Regions from separate parts of the Delphinus delphis genome. Here region 1 is linked to region 2. Evidence: chromatin contacts called from public Hi-C data. All regions are on one chromosome and are shown on one strand. Each heading gives the region's core, a stretch centred on a gene start, on an enhancer-like site or on the middle of the called end of the contact. The rest is flanking DNA. Distances are from core to core; before and after follow the strand shown.

What was found. Hi-C and Micro-C count contacts between places; a contact is called where the count stands out from the background.
Region 1: a contact with region 2 is called in a Hi-C map of lung, with 7 times the contacts expected there. The contact joins the promoter of DLX3 here to the promoter of TAC4 in region 2. A contact is called at or near these places in 2 of 3 Hi-C or Micro-C datasets (lung and muscle).

The regions. Positions count from the first base shown.
Region 1 is chr19:24,465,555-24,468,254 of mDelDel1.2, forward strand. DLX3 (distal-less homeobox 3) reads right to left here and starts at 1,359. Exons shown (of 3, transcript XM_059996512.1): 1 at 906-1,359. The coding sequence starts at 1,230.
Region 2 is chr19:24,334,988-24,337,687 of mDelDel1.2, forward strand. It overlaps TAC4 (tachykinin precursor 4), which reads right to left and starts at 1,267. Exons shown (of 6, transcript XM_059996624.1): 1 at 1,228-1,267; 2 at 1,155-1,225. The coding sequence starts at 1,267.

The DNA of each region.
Region 1 (2,700 bases), core at 109-2,608, 130 kb after region 2:
GGCGCCCCGGGTGGGAGCTGCGGCTACAGTGCCGGGCCGGCGGCCGCCCGCGACGCGGCGCTTCCCCGCTCCCAGCTCCGCGCCCCCAGAGCGCGGTCCCGGCGCCAAGCTACCACCGGACGCGCACGGCCGCCGCCTCGCTCTCCGCAGCTCCCGCCACCGTCTGCCCGCCGCCCTGTCACCCGCACCACGCTGTCGGTCGCTTCTCTCCCTCCTTCCCTTCCGTCCTCCCTTCCTTTATTGTTCTTTAAACTTTTTATTTTAGAATAGTTTTAGATTTTCAGAAAAGTTGCAGACACATCAGACGCCCTTCTTCTTTCCTTCCTTCGCCCTTTCCTCTGTTCCTTTCTTGTGTCCTTTCTCTCACTTTGTCTCTCCACTTTTACGCTGACTCCACTTTGCTCTTTTTCAGTTTCTCCACTATCCACTGCTGCTTCCTTCCCTGTTCCGGTAATTCTGAGGGGTCTCTCTCCGTGTCCCCCTCACCTTTCTCCCTCCCCCCCCAGCCCAGATCCAAAGCGGGGTCGCAGAGCTTCCAGCGCCCGCTGCCTACCCGCCAGCCCTCTACAGCCCGATGGAGGACCGCCTGCTGAAGTGCCCGGAGAGCACCTGGAGCAGGAGGTTCTCTGACATCCACAGCCCCTGCGTCCTCGCCTCGCTCACCCGGATCCTCACCCAGGACCACGGCGCCGCACACGCACCACGCCCCGAAGGCGCGCAGTCTCGGGACTGGAAGGTCGTCTGTCCCCTCTGGGGGTCATCTAGCCCACCTTCTCTAACTTCGGACAGGTACATTGCTTACCCGGGGCGCCTCCCTAGATTTCCGCTCCAATTCCTCGCCTTTCTCTCGCTCGCTCGGGAACCTCCCCGTGTCCCCCACTCTCCCGCGACCCTGTGGTCCTCACCTGGGTCCTGCGCGGGCAGTGGCTGTTCCCGGTACGCTCCGTATTGCCGGTAGGAGGTTCCGTAGGTATACTCGGACTTGGGCGAATACGCGCCCGTGCCTGCAAGCCCGTTGAGGTTGAACTGGTGGTGGTAGGTGTAGGGGTTCACGGTCTGGCCATAGGGCTGGCCCGAGTAGTAGTCGTGCTGGGGAGCGCTGTAGTAGCCCAGGTCAGTGACGGAAGACTCCGGCAGGGTGGGCGAGTCCTTGGAACCCGCATGGCAGCTGAGCGAGCTGGAGATATCGGTGAGGATGCTGCTGAGCTTGCGATCGAAGGAGCCACTCATCCTGGCGGGCGCCGCGCCACCCCCCGGGCTGGCCTCGGCCGGAGCGCCGGAACCGGCAGGAGCGCGGGGGAGGCGGAGGAGACGAGGCGGGGGTGCGTGTCCGGAGGGCAAGGGGAGGGCCCGGCAGCGTCTCTGGGGAGGGTCGGCCGAGGGGCGCTTAGACCATCGCCGGGCTTCCGGCGGTCGCGGCGCGCCTCTCGTAGCGTCCCAAGCCACAGTCAAATGCTACCAGCTCCGCCCGGCCAGCCGGTTATAGACTCAATAGTGGAGTCGCAGAGGGAGGCCCCAGCGCTCTGATTGGCTGCAAGTCTTGCCTTCCAGGCAAAACATGCTCTTGAGCTCTTTCGTTCCTCTCTCTCTCTCTCTCTCTCTCTCTCTCTCTCTCTCTCTCTCTCTCTCATTCTTTGTTGTTACCCAACACACACACACACACACACACACACACACACACACACACACACTCACACAGACCCCTCTGTTCCTCCTCCTGTGGGTCCCTCCCTCAGCCCAGATAAACCCCCAGTGTCTCTGAAGGAAAGAGTGGGAGGAGGGTGTCTATCTGTAGAGTCCCCAGGATCCTTCAGTCTGTCTGTCTCTCTGGCTGCGGGTGGAAGGTGGGCTCAGGTGCGACAGAGAAGGAGGGGAATTTGCCTATTGGGTGTTTGTGGAGGGAGGTGGTCCAAGGTGTGTGTGGGGGGAAATGACAGGCAGATAAACACGCCCAAAGTAGAAGCCCCCAGGGCTCCTGATAATGTTCTAATTTCTTTTAAAATCAGAAGAAAGGAGAACATTTTAGGTTGAAGAAAATGGTTGAGTGTATATTCATATATTTATTGTCTTTACAGCAATGCAGTCATAAAGTGTAATTCAAAATATATATATTCTTAATGGAGGAAGGGGCCCATCAGGCAAAAGTGCCCTGGGCCTATGAAAGTCATCACTGGGTCCAGGGAGGGTCCTATTGGAGAGGGCCTGGTAGGCAGGTGTGTGGGTGAGGGGCTTATAGAGAGGGTGGAGGTGCACAGCCTGTGTGTGGCGATGTTAACGTTATCTCCAAAACTTTCAGAGATGGCCTAGGCTTGCTGGAGGGAACAGGGAACCTGGGGTCCCCATGAGGATGGGCGGGACACAGGCTGGATATCTGTGTGCTTCGGTAAGTTTGGGGGCAGATTCTGTGTATCGGGGACAGCGCCGGGGGAGTGTGGGCCTTTTTAGAGGTCAGGGGTAGGGGATGCGTGTACTTGAGGTGTGTGACGGGAGGATTTCAAGTGTTCCGCAGTAGGTACAGAGTTCATTTACATGCAGAGAATGTACGTGAGTGCAGGAGTGTGAGTGTGAGAAAGTGTACCAGTGTATATGGGGGGGCTGTAAGCAGTGTGAGTGGAGGACCATGGGATGGGGTGTCTGTGTGTGAAAGTGTAGTTGTAAACCTATGTACATAGAACTCAGCACCTTCCCGATCTCCGGCAG
Region 2 (2,700 bases), core at 17-2,516:
GGAGGCCTTCCCTGAGCACCGGGCCTGTTTGTCTCTGATCCACTGGCCTTGCTCCCCTGTCTGATTGGAACTCCCCAAGGTCAGGATCTTTGTCTCCCTGACCAGACAGGGTGGGGCACAGATGCTGTGTCTCTAACTTTGAGATTTATTCCCAGTGACAGAACTCAGGTCAGTTTAGTAGGAGAGACTGGCAGTCAAACCAGTACTTGCCAGGAAATAAGAGTTTCTGCATGTGAGACAAAACAGTGATCCCGCCCCAAGTTGACCCCCTTGAAAGGAAATGCTGGACAATGTCCTCTGAGGCACAAATACACAGAATCAGACCTTGGGCAAGGTGCACAGTTGTGCCTTTTTAAAAATAATTAATTAATTTATTTATTTTGGGCTGCATTGGGTCTTTGTTGCTGGGTGTGGCTTTCTCTAGTTGCGGTGAGCGGGGGCTATACTTTGTTGTGGTGCGTGGGCTTCTCATTGCGGTGGCTTCTCTTGTTGTGGAGCACGGGATCTAGGCGTGCGGGCTTCAGTAGTTGTGGCACACAGGCTCAGGAGTTGTGGCTCATGGGCTCTAGAACGCAGACTCAGTAGTTGCGGCGCATGGGCTTAGTGGCTCCACGGCATGTGGGATCTTCCCGGACCAGGGTTCGAACCCGTGTCCCCTGCATTAGCAGGCAGATTCTTAACCACTGCGCCACCAGGGAAGTCCCTGTACAGTTGTGCTTTTGAAGCTGCATAACCTTGGACAAACTGCTTGACTTTTCTGTGCCTCAGTTTCCTTATCTGTGAAATGGGGATAGTAATGGTACCTTCCCCACCGGCTGATATGAGGATTACAGGGGTTAATATTTATGAAGCATTTAGGACAGTGCCAGGAACATAGTATATGTTAAATAAGTGTTTGTTAAATGAAGTGTGAGTGCATGCACGCGCGCGCGCACACACACACACACACACACACACACGCACGCTGTTGCTTCCATATGCATGCAACTCTTTGGAGGTCTGCCAGGCCAGGGGCCATGACCTTGGACCTGCCCAGGGAGGGGAGGCAGACACCCTACCTTGCAGTATACAACCTGCTCTCCTGGCAGCCATAAAGGGGATCTTCTGCCCCCTCCACCATGTATCATCCCCTGCTTCTCCCCAAAGGCACCTACCTCCAGGGTCACGGTGCCCCAGGACCCAGCTTCAGCGTCAAGTGGCAGTTCCTTGTCACCTGCCACAGTGCAAGCAGCCCCGTCAGAAGAGGCGGGGTGAGGCAGAGCAGCATGGTGAGCTCTGCCCTGGGACCCTCGGGGAGCCCCTCTCAGTCCACAGACCGCCACTAGCAGGCTCCGTCCTCTCTCTCTGGCTGCTCTCGGCAGGTGGGGGAAACTCCACCTGTTCTGTCCTCCCAGCTACTCGGCTTCTTCCTTCAGCTTATCTGACCCCCGGGGCCATTTCCTGTGACTGCCCCCCGCCCCCACCAGCTGGAAAAGCCAATGATACCGCGAGCTGTCCAGAGAAGGGACCAGGTCTCCTCCACTGCCGCCCCCCAGCAGTTGATCTCTGTTGCAACACCGCCTCACCGCTGGCTGCATTCCCCTTGGGAGGCAGGTGCACAATGGAGCAGTGTGTGGGGCCTGGTGCTTCCGGCTTCCTGACTGGAAGCCCCGAGCAGGCAGCGCCATCTTGGAAATGGGAAGGGGGAACTGCCTGGCTTCTCCCTTACCCTGTAAGAGAGGCCTCTCCCCAGAGCTTAGTATTCTACCACTAGTCTCCCCTTCCAGTCACTGCACCCCTTCCTCGGCATTCCCCGCCATCAGTAGTCCTCATGTGAACATGGTTGCACACGTTTTGCCCTAAGAGGTAAGACAATACGTAAAGAAATAAGGGTCCTCACAGGCAGGAATTGGGATTTGCCAGAAAAATGACCTCCTGCTCAAGTGTCATCAGCTCTAAAATATCTTCCCACTGCTGGGATCTTTTCAAAGCCCTAACCTGACCTATCTCTCCCTGCTTACAGCCTTCCAGTGTCTCCCCACTGCCCGTGGTGTAAAGTTCAAGCTCCCTGGCATGGCGTTCAGGGCGCTTCTCCACTTAGTTCCTCCCTGTCTCCCATCCATCCATCTGTCCATCTGTTAGTGTAGAACAAGGGTCCTGTGGTCAGAGAGCCCTGAATTCCATTCCTAGCTCCCCCACTAAATAGCTATGTGACCTTAGGCATGTTACTTAACCTTTCTAAACCTTGGAATCCTCATCAGTAAAATGAGATTATTAACAGCACTTATTTCCAAAGTTGAGGATGAAATGGGATAATGCATGTGGGGCACTTGGCACAGTACATGATGGTAAATATTTAATACCCATTAACTATCATTCCTATTACTATTATTGACACTGGGTGAGGCACTGGGCCACAGAAGATGAATAAGACACTGTCCCTGTCCCTGTCCTACAGCATCTCACAGTCTCTAGGAAAGGAGACCTCTGGTTGGCAGATAAGCTGTGTTCAGTTTGCTCTGTGCTGGCACAGAGGTGGGGACAGGAGAAGGCCGCGCCGCCACCCCCCTTCCTAGTCTGCCCATTTCCTGCCCCCAGACAGCTTCACCACCTGCTCCCAGACAGGACAAGTTTCCCTGATTCTCTGCTTTGGCCTCAGCTGTTGCCTCTGCCTAGACTTCCTTTTCTACCTGGTGAACTCCCACTCATCCTTAAAGGTCT